3 separate regions of the Mus musculus genome follow, and regions 1 and 3 are each linked to region 2. The links are chromatin contacts, called in public Hi-C maps. All regions are on one chromosome and are shown on one strand. Each heading gives the region's core, a stretch centred on a gene start, on an enhancer-like site or on the middle of the called end of the contact. The rest is flanking DNA. Distances are from core to core; before and after follow the strand shown.

The links. A called contact is a pair of places that touch in the nucleus more often than the background predicts.
Region 1: a contact with region 2 is called in a Hi-C map of muscle stem cells, with 2.4 times the contacts expected there. The contact joins the promoter of Foxn2 here to the enhancer-like site in region 2. A contact is called at or near these places in 12 of 39 promoter capture datasets (the 3T3-L1 cell line, the C10 cell line, the HPC-7 cell line and 8 more), 13 of 484 Hi-C or Micro-C datasets (B cells, the C2C12 cell line, the G1E-ER4 cell line and 10 more), 14 of 115 datasets of contacts at active chromatin or transcription factors (the 230-238 cell line, the SCID.adh cell line, bone marrow-derived macrophages and 11 more) and 4 of 9 other capture datasets (adipose tissue, liver, macrophages and 1 more).
Region 3: a Hi-C map of muscle stem cells shows a contact between it and region 2, with 2.2 times the contacts expected there. The contact joins two enhancer-like sites. A contact is called at or near these places in 4 of 39 promoter capture datasets (the C10 cell line, embryonic stem cells, hippocampal neurons and 1 more), 3 of 484 Hi-C or Micro-C datasets (muscle stem cells and nephron progenitors) and 2 of 115 datasets of contacts at active chromatin or transcription factors (embryonic stem cells and fibro-adipogenic progenitors).

What each region holds. Positions count from the first base shown.
Region 1 is chr17:88,439,282-88,443,374 of GRCm38.p6, forward strand. It overlaps Foxn2 (forkhead box N2), which reads left to right and starts at 1,423. Exons shown (of 6, transcript NM_180974.5): 1 at 1,423-1,603.
Region 2 is chr17:88,017,072-88,021,315 of GRCm38.p6, forward strand. All of the region lies in intron 1 of Fbxo11 (F-box protein 11), which reads right to left. Among named protein-coding and RNA genes, the nearest start is that of Msh6, 44 kb to the left of the region's middle. Within about 2 kb of position 2,455, at least 8 of the 459 cell types and tissues checked have an H3K27ac peak or open chromatin away from gene starts, as enhancers often do. A contact at or near this core is called in muscle stem cells, where this site is marked.
Region 3 is chr17:88,333,608-88,337,772 of GRCm38.p6, forward strand. The region is part of intron 3 of Gm31615 (a long non-coding RNA gene); the gene reads right to left. Among named protein-coding and RNA genes, the nearest start is that of 1700116H05Rik, 28 kb to the left of the region's middle. Within about 2 kb of position 2,669, at least 79 of the 459 cell types and tissues checked have an H3K27ac peak or open chromatin away from gene starts, as enhancers often do. A contact at or near this core is called in muscle stem cells, where this site is marked.

The DNA.
Region 1 (4,093 bases), core at 173-2,672, 420 kb after region 2:
CAGGTATCAGTAGCATGGTTTTTAAAGAACTGGGTATAGAAATTGAAAGGTTTAATTTCCAGGTTCATAATGATAACAGTAAACTCAAACTATAGTTTTCTTTTAGAAATTCAATGGAATAGTCCTCTCTCTCTCTCTCTCCCTATGTAGATGGCCTTAAACATTTGAGTCTCCTATGTCCTCCTTCCAAGTTCCAGGATTACAGGAATGAGGCACTATACCCTGCTTTCCTTTTGAGACAGACTTCTTTTTTTTTTTTTTTTTTTTTTTTTTTCTGAGGCAGGGTTTCTCTGTGTAGCCCTGGCTGTCCTGGAACTCACTCTGTAGACCAGGCTGGCCTCGAACTCAGAAATCCGCCTGCCTCTGCCTCCCGAGTGCTGGGATGAAAGGCGCGCGCCACCACCGCGCAGCTGAGACAGAAACTTCTTATGAAGGCCAGGGTGACCTCTAAATCTTGGCACTCCTCCAGCCTCACCCTACCCAGTACTGATACATAAACCTTCACTGCCAAGGGCAGTTTGATAGGCTACTTCTAGGCTTCAGTTTCCTTCTATGTAAAGGGAATTCCTGAAATTGTAGAGTTGGCAGATTCACTAAAACATGAAGCAACCAGAAAGTATACCCCGAAGGGAATGTCCTTAACATTAAAAATTATTCTACATTTGTCTGCAATTCAGAATTAACTGGCCACTCCCGTTTTATCTAGCAGCACTGTACCCGCAATACAGTGTAGGCAATACGTGTACAATGCATATTAAGTCCTTATTACTGTACACAGCAATTAGTGAGAGCTCTGTACATTTTTGTTGTTGCTGTGTTGCCTTTTATTACTGGTTTTTAATTTGGGAGACAGAGTCTCAGAAAATCTTTAGTAAAATTTGGATCTGATTCCAAAGCCCCATTTCCCCTCTAAAATCTGCTCTGCATAGAGTTTCCACGGCACTTCAGTCAGAAGAAGGTAGCGTTGTTCTCAAGAAAGCTTCCCGGTCCCCACACTTTCAAAGCCAAGGGGCTGTTCGGGCCGTCGCGGCAGCCCCAGCACACGCGTCGCGGGCGGACACTCGCGCGTCCCGCGCCAGCTCGTCCACTCAGCAGCCGCGCCGCGCCTCGGTCGCCCTCCCATAGGTCCTTCCGGGCGACAGGCGAGGGCTTTTCATTTTCCCGCCTGCACGCCCAGCTCCGTAAACCTCAGCGTCCCCTCGCTTTGCCTTCCGAGCCCGCTCCACCCTTCCGGACGCCACCTTCCCCCCCACCCGCCTGCAGGACGACAGCTCGGAGGGGCGGCCGCCGCCCTGGTAGGAGGCGGGACGAGGCAAGGGCGGGCTGCGGGAGGCGGGACGGAAGGAGGGGCGGGGCCAAGCGCCTTGGCGCCGCGTTGTCATGGCAGCGGGGCGGGGAGGAGGGGAGGAAGCGAGCAGGCGGGAGGGGTGGGGGGGGGGGGGATGTGGTGCTGCGGCGGCCGCCACCGCAGCTGCCACTGCCTGCTCGCGCCTGGGTGTCCCGGAGGCGGCTGCTGGGAGCCACGGGAGCAGCTGCGGTGCTCTGCCATATTGTGTCTGGCCCGGCCCGGCCCTCGCCTCTGGTTCGCGGCGGCTGAGTGACGGTGAGTCCCCGGGGTCGCGCGGCGCGGCGCGGCGCGGAGGCAGCGTGTGCGGCCGGCGCTGGGCGTGGGGGCGCGGAGGCGGCTGTCCCGTGACGCGCCGGGACATTTTTGTGTCCCGGGAAGAATTGGCGCCCCTGCGCGGGGGTGTACCCGGCGCGCGGCTCCGGCAGAGCGTGGGCTGCCCCGGGGGTGTGGAACCGAGGCGAGCACGGGTCCCCGGGAGTGAGGAGTTAGGAGTTTTCTCCCGAGGTAATGACCGTACCGGAGGGGGCGTCGCGCAGTCGGAGCCACAGAGGGCAGAGGACGCCCAGGCGGAAACCTGCGACCCCGGGAGTTGCTGCTCTAAGAGTCCCGGGGAGCCCGCGCCAGCCACGTCGCCGCTCCGGCTCCCATCCGAGCGGGACGCGCGCGGCGTGGAGTCCCAGTCCGGGGCCCGGCCCGGCCCGGGCGGGATGGCTGGGCCCGGAGAAGTAGTGCCCAGGAGGACTCGCGTAAACTTCGGGCGCGGGGCCCCGATGTGGGGTGGCGACCCCAGCCCGGTTCTCGCGGCCGGAGGCGCCCCCAAGCCTGGCTGGCCCGGGCCGGGGGTGGGGTGGGGTGGGGTGGGGGTGGGACTTGGACTGTTTCGGCGTTGCAACATGTGCACTTCCTGTTCGCCATCTCCTTCGGGGCCGAGGTTACTTCTGCCCTCCGGCCCGGCGCTCGGGCCGGGAGGGTGCGCGGTGGTCCGCGGCCTTGAGCTTGGGTGCCGGCCGGCGTGCAGTGCCCGGCAGCCCGAAGCCGAGCCGGGGAGGTTAGGGGCAGGGAGTCCACGTGCTCGGTGCTCGGTCTTGCACTGCAAACTCCGCCCCCGGCTGCCCTCCGGCAAAATGCCTGGGTTCCCACCGCCGCACCTCACGCGAGTTGGGGGTAGCAATTTCATTGGGAAGCCGCGCTCTCGAGATCTTCTTGCACTTGGTTTCTGCTTTAAAGCTTTCCTTTTTCCACCTTTTGGGTGGCGGTGGGAGGAGTCATAAGTGCAGAGAAATGACAGACTTTTTTTTTTTTTCCCCTACTTGCAACTCCGCTGTGAGCGGTTAATTATTTCCAGGTTAGTTGGTGCTCTTTTCTCCTGTCTTCTGATTGTGACAGCCACGTGGCCGGCTGAGTGCAATAGAGTGCTCTAGCGGCCAGAGAGCTTGAGGCTTCTCTCGCAGCAGGGGCTTTGTAATGGTATAGTCTTGGCTTCTGCGCTCTAATAAGAGGAAGTGGAAAAAGCCGAACCGATCACATCTAGTTGTTTCACCTGAATCGTAGAATGGCTTTCCTTTGCAATTCTGGTAAGGTGTCTATTGCCATTTTTGCCATTCGCTGCAACTTTGATGATTCATCTTAAAATTTCAGCAGTGTTAGGTATCTTCAAAGAGCGACAGGGCAATGTCTTTATAAAAAGAGTTCCCCGACTCTTTAGAAAAATCGTTTTAATTTCAAAGCCAATAACGAGCGATTCTAATGAATCTGAAATGATAACATTCTGGCATTATTTCGGGCTTATGAAAAAAACTCATTTGTTTCTTTTTACACAGATTAGCAATGAAATTATCTTTTTAAGGATAAATACTAGTTTTGTATGTAGTCAGATTTGAGCAGAATTCATAGGTGGAAATTATAGTATATAAAAGTGAAAGAGAAAATGATTAAAGTTAAAAAAATAAACTACTGGAGAGTGAAGATTTAGAATGTCTTTACAGTCTAGATCATGCGTCATTTTTTTGATCGGCAATTTTAATTTGTTTCTATGGCATGTTTGTGTTATTACTTAGTTTTACGTTATTGTTAAACCATTAAGAAGGAAACCCCTTACATTTATAGAGTTCTGGAGAAATGGTTCGGACTTCGTTTACTGGGCTTTTGAATGTTCTAGTGAAGTTAATGAAGGTATCGAAGAGGGTGTAAAGCTTTCTGTAGGAAAGAAGATAGGCTGGAAAGTGAGTGTGCACTGACCACTGAGAACAGTTCATAGTTGAGGAAGAAAAGTAAACGAACTGAAGAGAAGTGAAGAGACATTTACATAAAGCCGGAAGCCTGGAACACTGCAAACAGTTTAAAGTAAAGTGAAATTTAAAAGTAATACTCAAACAGCAAGTGTGTGTGTGTGTGTGTGTGTGTGTTTTGAGAAGGCTTTCACTCTGTGGTCCAGGCTGGCTTCAAAGTTGGCGTGACCCTCCTGCTTCTGCAGCTTCCTTTTGTTGTTTTTGTTTTTTTGTGTGTGTTTTATTTTGCTTTGTTTTGTTTTGTGAGACAGGGTTTCTCTGTGTATCCCTGGCTTTCCTGGGAACTCACTCTGTAGACCAGGCTGGCCTCGAACTCAGAAATCCGCCTGGCTCTGCCTCCCAAGTGCTGGGATTAAAGGCATGCGCCACCACTGCCTGGCTCTTTTGTTTTGAGACAAGCTCTCACTGTGGAGCCCTGGCTGTCCTGGAACTTGCTATGTAGATTAGGCTGGCTTGC
Region 2 (4,244 bases), core at 1,205-3,704:
TGCCAATCGTGTTAGGAGCTCAAAGTTAACATCAATAATAGACAAACTGAAACTGTACCACCTGACAGCACAGAATTTCTACGAAATTCCTAACAAAGATCGACACCATGAATCAATTATGAAGATCAAACAAAGCTGTCAGAGCACAAACATTCTGCTATAGGGTTTGAAGAGCTAGGGTGAGGCTAAATGCAACCTGTGGCTCTTGTAAAAAGAACACTTCCACCCCAGTACGTGAAATCCGTGAAATCTGGAAACCTAGAGTAGAAGGCAGGATGAGTTAGTGTTAACCTCATGACTCTTTAGGAGATACTTCGGTTTGTAGGTTACATACGCTCACATACTAGGGAAAAAAAACGAAACTCAGCTCTTAGAGAGCTGGGGGCCTCTGTAGCTTGGATTTTAAAAATCTTGAAAATCTTGATAGTACAAATTCTTGAAACATAAACACTACCAGACAAAAGAAAAAGATGGCTAGGGAAAAAAATGACTGCAGTACATTACAAAGGGGCAATGTATCCACAAATCAATATATGATCAATAGGCTAGTTGTAGTTGTATATAAGATGTGGAAAGACAGTTCCAAACTAAGGAAATGCAAATAAAAACTACAGTGTGGTCATTTTTATCTACCACATTATCCAAGATCCAAAAGATTCTTTACACACTAGAGTCATCACAAATAGGAGAAAAAATGCCAGGTAGTGGTGGCACACGCCTTTAATCCCAACACTTGGGAGGCAGTGTCAGCGGATCTCTGTGAGTGCAGGCCACCCTGGTCTACATAGCAAGTTCCAGGACATCTAGGGCTACCCAGAAAAACCCTGTCTCGAAAAACCAGAGGGGGAAAAAAACACAAAAACAAAACAAAAACAAATAAACAAAGGGAGAGGAGAAAGAAAGAGAGAGACAGACTGTTCATTGCTCTTTGGAAGGCTATGTGTCAAGTTGTCACTCAGCTGTTCCATTTCTGACAACTGATCCTGCACCCATGCTCACACATGTGGAAAATCAGTAATGCATACCAAGACATTCATTGCAGTAGCTCTACAACTACAGACCACCACCAAAATAACCGTCAACCAGCTACACAAAGGAACTATTTTGTGGCTGTTACAAAGTATAAAGCAATTCTATATAGTGTGATGAAGAACTACTTCTAATATACAGGTTAGTAAACAAATCTGAGAATTATAGCTTAGTAAGAGTGCCTATTATGTATAAGGCTCAAACTGCAAAACAGACAAATCAATCAATCAATCAAACAAATAAAAACCCTATACATGTATCTATATATGGAACTTGTTTAGGACACACACACACACTTCCCATAGTTTAGAGAGTCAATTTGAAGAGGCTCTTTGTCTTAGTTAGGGTTTTACTGCTGTGAACAGACACCATGACCAAGGCAACTCTTATAGAGACAACATTTAATTGGGGCTGGCTTACAGGTTCAGTCCATTATCATCAAGGCGGGAGAATGGCAGTGCCCAGGCAGGCATGCATGGCACAGGAGGAGCTGGGAGTTCTACATGTTGTTCCAAAGGCAAACAGGAGAACACAACTTCCAGGCAGCTAGGACTAGGGTCTGAAGACCCACAGCCACTGTGACACACCTACTGCCAACAAGTCCACACCTACTCCAACCTCCTAATAGTGCCTTTCCCTGGGCCAACTTTATATGAACCATTACAGTCTTATTGGCTAACAAAAAGATGGGATCACTGGAGAGATGGCTCAGTGGTTAAGACCCTGCTCTTCCAGAGGACCAGGGTCAATTCCTAGCCTCCACATGATGGCTCACAACTCCAGCTCCAAGTGACCTAACATCTTCTGACCTCTTCAGGTACCAGGCAAGCATATGTTATACAGACAGACATACATTCAGGCAAAGTACTCAAGTTCATACAATAAGAAAAAAAATGTTCTTCCTGACTTCAACGGAGCCATCATCTAACAGTGGACAGAAAGCAGCTCCCTACAGATAAACACTCCAGAGGAAAATAATAAAACTGCCAAATCACGGCTTTGCAATTGCTTAATGAATAGACTTAGCCACTGAATAGCAATCATCCCCAGTATAACTAAAAGAAAAACCACAAGACTTTATATTTCCACAAGAAAGAATAGAAGCCCGAGGCACAACAGCATAATTAGCTTAAAGTTTAGCTGTTATTTCACTTAAACACTGTTCTTAGCAAGGTGTCAGGGCGCATGCTTATTAACCCTAGCATGCAAGAAGCTATGCTAAGCTGGAGGAACAAGCGTTTGAGACTATTCTGGGATGCATCATAAAAACTGTTCTTTTTATATCATTTTCAAGTAAACCCTTGAAAACTGTTTTGCACTGTAGTTAGAAACTAGTCAGCCCATGTGACATAGGTTATTTGTGGAGTCATCCCACTTGTGGTTACATGGTTAATTTTTACAAATGTTTCTGTCTAGAATGAGCATGATAGTCTTTTGTCTCTGAAACAAGGCATACTGCATTAGGCAAGAAGTCTATGCACTGTCTTAGCTAGGGTTTCTATTGTGCCTTGAAGCACCACGACCAAAGCAAGTTGGAGAGGAAAGGGTTTACTTGGCTTCCACTGTCTGTCACTGAAGAAAGTCAGGACAGGAACCTGGAGGCAGGAGCTGATGCAGAGGCCATGGAGTGCTGCTTACTGGCTTGCCTCCCCTGGTTTGCTCAGCCTGCTTTCTTATAGAACACAGGACACCAGCCCAGGGATGGCACCACCCACCACGGGCTGGGCCCTTCCCCATCGATCAGTAATTAAGAAAACATCCTACAGTCCAATCTTATGGAGGCATTTCCTCAACTGAGGCTTCTTCTCTGATGACTCTAGCGTATATCAAGTTGACATAAAACCAGGCTGTATATCTACCAACTGAGGTATACCTCCAGACCCTATAGTCTACATTTCAGAGTCCAATTTAAAAATCTCTAAAAAGCAAGCTTTTCGCAGTGTAGTTGAAATAGTCTGTCTTTTCTTGTGAATGGAGGTAGTATGGTTATCTATTGGCTTCTGAAAGAAATATACTAAATATACTAAAAATTCCCCACTGTGTCTCTAGGTCATTTATTTAGGCTATAAACCTTTATTATTTATTTATTTATTTACTTACTTACTTATTTTGTTTTTTTTTTTTTTCAAGGCAGGGTTTCTCTGTGTAGCCCTGGCTGTCCTGGAACTCACTCCGTAGCCCAGTATGGCCTCGAACTCAGAAATCCACCTGCCAAGTGCTGGGATTAAAGGGGTGCACCACCACTGCCCAGCAAACCTTTATTTTATATACTGTGACATTTAAATAGATCCAGCACAACACTTGCTGCCACCATGCTCTCCACCACAATATTGGGTTAAGCCTCTGAAACCATAGTCAGCCACCACAATTACTTTTTTTTCCTGAGAGCTGTCTTGGTCTTGGTTTTCTTCACAGAATAGAACAGTGACTAAGACAATTGCCTCAACTGTTTTTACTTTTGCTGTTGTTATGTTTTAACAGAGTTATAACTCCTGAAGGCAAGAGCTTTGTTTTACTGTTTCAGCTCAGGGCCTATTAAAGACTCAGCAAATGTTGATTCCTCTCTAGAAAGCCTTGCTTAATTCCCATAACTAATGAGAACTATGAAGTTTACTGGAGAAATAAAATGATATAAACTAAAAAGAAATAAAAGGAACTGACCTAGCCGGGCAGTGGTGGCGCACGCCTTTGATCCCAGCACTTGGGAGGCAGAGGCAGGCGGATTTCTGAGTTCGAGGCCAGCCTGGTCTACAAAGTGAGTTCCAGGACAGCCAGGGCTACACAGAGAAACCCTGTCCCGAAAAACCAAAAAAAAAAAAAAAAAAAAAAAGGAGCTGATCTATCTTCCATGGTAGCTTCCAAATACTAACTGACTAAGCCAATTAGGGCTTTGCTATGTAACCTACACACACACACACACACACACACACACACACACACACACACACACTACAATTTTCATAATAAATTGGAACCACTGGGATAAGGAGGGACTAAAGGAAAGAAACAGGTTTCTAAATTTAAAAGTAAATATTAAAAGACTTTATAATTAAGTAGCAATGAAAATGTATTAGGACACAAGTAACAATAATCTGGTATCTATTTAGCATAAGGTTAAAATATCTTTGTGTGTGTGTGTGTGTGTGTGTGTATGAGATACATTTTCTGCTACATTTTCCCTCATTGCTAAGTTGCTGATGGCATTTTCCTGAGTC
Region 3 (4,165 bases), core at 1,419-3,918, 320 kb after region 2:
TATCTCTTTAAAACAATGGTTACGTAAAACACTTAAAGCTGTGGCCATTGTTTCTTCCTTTGATATGCCTTAGGCACCGCAATAGCTGGACAACTGTCTACCCTCCGCGTCCTTAGAATCCTCTTTCCCACCAATAACTCCGATTTACTACTTAACTAAGTTCTGTGTTCCGCCTGGGCTGCTCTTAAGTCCAGTTGGCCTTGGCCAGCTGGCATGGCCACGTTTGTATGGCTCAGCTACCACACTATGGCTCTCCTCCCTCCTGCACGTTCCTCTCTTCCCTAGCGACTCCTTTCTGCTTCTCCTCCTTGTGGTCTCTAGCCTAGGGAAACCTAAACCCCACCTATGCATCTCCTCCCCAGCTATTGGAGCTGCTGGCATCTTTATTTACCAATCAGAATTAACTGAGGGCAGGGTCCCTCAGTGCAGACTCTCTCATCTTTGGGGCAAACAGCTTGGGGGGGGCAATTAGCATTAGAATACAAGCAGCATTAGGCCAACCCACTACATCCTCCTGTTTCTGAGTCTGTTTGCCTGTTGAGCATGCCTAACACTCTTGACACATACATGGGGACGCACAGGTCAGGCAGTGGGTCAGAGAGGTAAGCCTGCTTTCTGGTGAGGCTTGACATCACTAGAACTAGTCCCAGCTAGTTGAGGGGCTGGAAGTCCTCAGCGCCTTCAGAACCATATCATGACTTCATGTTTGCTATTAAGAAACAACCTACCAGTGCTAGCTGGTTGGGCAAAAAGGGAGAGGCTCTCTCTCTGAAGGCTACAGAATCCTCATTGCTCTCTATTAGCAAGTGACTGTGCTTGTCATTTTTAGTATGTTCCATATACCAAGCACTGTGATATTCTTAAAATAACCTGGTAAACTTTCCAATACATACCTTGATTCAATGGGAAGTTACAAGCACCAGGATTAGGTATTGTGTCTCTGGTCACACAGATAATTCATAATAAGCTCATATCCAAATGTAGGCTCATACTGCCCCACAGGCCTGGGAGCACTTCCTTCTGCTTCATGGGCCTGGGAGCACTTCCTTCTACCCGAGGCTTCAGAAGAACCCCCACAAACATGGCCTTGGCTCCCCACTCCTCTGTCCAGTTCTTGAAGCTGTGGTTCACATCATTGTTGAGGGTCTAATAACTAAATGTAGGGGCTGCGGAAATTTGGTGACAGATTCTCAAATGTTCAGCGAGCAAAACTGGATTCAAATACATGCTGAGCCTGAGGTGTCTCTGGCAGTGCTCGCCCATGCTGTGTCCTTGAGTTCACTGCAGCCTTGGTTCTAAACGCACAATACGCATTCAGTGCACATGCACACAGTATGCACGCTGTGAACTGCCCATTGCTGTCACCTCAAGAACATCTGGGCTTCCCAAAACACCTCACTCGGAGTCAAAACTACCACATGTCATGAACTGCAGTGTTTTTAAAAAGGTTTATTTTACTTTTATGTATGTATGTATGTATGTATGTATGTATGTATGTATGTATGCATATCGTCATGTGGGTGCCCTTAGAGGCCAGAAGCAGGTGTTGGATATCCTGGAGTTGGGATTACAGATAGTTGTGAACCACCTGATATGGGTGCTGGAAACCGAACCCAGTTCTCTGCAAGAGCAGCACTGATCTCTCTGCAGCCCCAAATTGCAGTATTTTTACTGTTCACACAAACTCTGTTGCTCTTAGGGAAACATGATGATTTCACTATGGAAAACAAAATCTTTCTTCAGCTGAGATCTAACTTTTCGAAAACATTACGTTTTTTTCATTTGTTCATCTTGTGTGCATGTGTGTCGTGGTGTGCATGTGCTCAGCAGAGGACATTAACCTGCAAGAGTCAGTTCTCTCCCGGGATCAAAGTCAGGTCACCCAGGTTGGCAAGAAGTCCTCGCCTGCTGAATAAGCTGGCTTGGTCTCAAGCTCTAATTCTTTATACAAAAATAAGCACATTTGTGTCAGTTTTAATAAATGGTAAAATCATGTGTACCAAATAATTGTTTGAAAGTAAATAGATTTGTTTGTGGTTTGTCAGTAACTGTTTGGTTGTTTGCTTTTATATCTGCTTTCACATACTTGTATATACAAGGTCTTAGACAAAGCTTCTGGGTGGAAACAGATCATGAATTTGGGGGGGCCTCGATGGCTGGGCTTTCGGACACTCCCGTGAGCTTCTTTGTATTGTTCATACGCTGCAGATACGGCTGCACAGGGGAGATTGACATATGCTCTTCTGAGTCTAGATTTTTATATCCCAGGTGAAAGACAAGAAGAAGGGACACTGGGTCCACAGGAGGAGAGCATGATGAAGAAGTAACTTCATGTGGCTGAGGCCAGGAGAGTGACCGGACTACTTAGCTGAGGACTGGCTAGCTCTTAAACAGAGACTACACAGATTTAAATCTACTGCCAGCTAGAACTTCTGTTACAGCTCTTTATGTCAGCCAGAGGAAAGTGTGCATTCCCCCTGGAGCTCTTGATTCTGAATCTGTTACTACATTTAAAAAAATGGTGTCAATAGATATAATCAAACAGAATCCGAAGCAGCCACTTAGCCATCTGTAGAAAAATATTGGCTCTGGAAAAGATACTGCCTGGTAGGAAACCAAAGGCATAGAAATATGTTTTGAGAATCATGTTCCTGGCCTGAATCAGATCCCACGTCAGGGGAGGTTGGCTGAGGACAGAGAGGGAAGAGAAGCCAAGTAGCTTGTTTTTCTTGCAGTCACCATGTGACAAGGCAGCAAGGGAAGGCCTGTCTCAGTCCCTGCCACCTCTTTCAAGGGGAAAAGCTCACCAGGCTGACTGATATCTCCTCCAAAATCGGGCTGTTGTGCCCCAACCAGGACATGCTCTCCTGGAAACTGAAGAAAGTGGAGTGCTTTGTTGACATATCCCAGCTCCCCTTCCAAGGAACTTTCTCTGTTCTCTGTCCCCAGCCTTCTCCCACTCCTGACAACCCACATCTTTGTGAAGGAAATGTACCATCTGTCCACAGGGTGGTGGCCTGGGCCTGGCAGGCTCTGTCACCTTGATGACCCCCAACCCTCCAACCCCCATAGTTTCCATCACTCCTTGATTGAATGAAGCAACAATGAATTAGGCAAGTATTTAAAAAACATGTTTCAAAATGAACTTGACCAGTTAACTAGGTTCTCATTAACACAAGTTCTCTTTCTATGTCATATTTTGATTAAACACACACACACACACACACACACACACACACACACACACTGTGGGTTAAATTACATCTCCCCCCAAATGAGGGCTTTATAGATGTACTCGAGTTAAGATGATGTATATAGAACTGGGTGATTTCTAAGTTCCGTGACTGCCGTGAAGAAAAGACACTGACAGCATGGAGACAATTATGTAGAGACACAAACTGGAGCAAGGCAGTACTACGGGAGGGCCTCCTACCACTAAAGATAGAGGTGACGGGATGGAAAGTTCAAGGTCTTCTTTGATTACATATTGAGGCTACTAGCCCAGGATATAGGAGACTATCTCAAACACCACAAAGAAGAAATAAAAAAAGAAAGGAGAAGCCAAGATGGTCTATCCCCTGGAGCTCTCAGAGAGTGTTTGGCCCTACTAACTCTGACTTTGGACTTCTAGCTTCTAGAACTGTTTGAAATAATTTTGTTTTTGAAAGCCAAACTTTTGAATGACTCTTAGGAGGCCAATACGAGTGCTTTATATGCACACATCTTGATTCTGGGCTTGCCTTGTTCTTAGCGCTTCTCACAGTTCTTGGCAACATCAAGTAGGAGGAGCTCAGCTAACTCAGAGGAGCTGATAGTATAGGCGTCTGATCTGTTTACTAAGAGGTAATAGATACCTTTACTTTGAGGTATTTTGCAACAATATATTTCAGCAAGGGTTCTGTAAACTGATTAGCCTGTGTGCATGCATGCATGAATGTGTGTGTTTGTGGGTATACTGAGCAAAGAACTTGTAGTGTATAAGTTTACTTCCTACATTAATTTACACCTAAGAAACAGAACTAACAGCTGGCAGTGCCTCCCCCAGCTTAAAATAGAGTTAATATGTGTTTAACAGCAAAATACAATGATATATGCAGGTCTGGCATGCTGTACTTGCGGTCTCCCCAGGCTTTTGAAATTGTACAGTTGTATCAATGTATGTCTC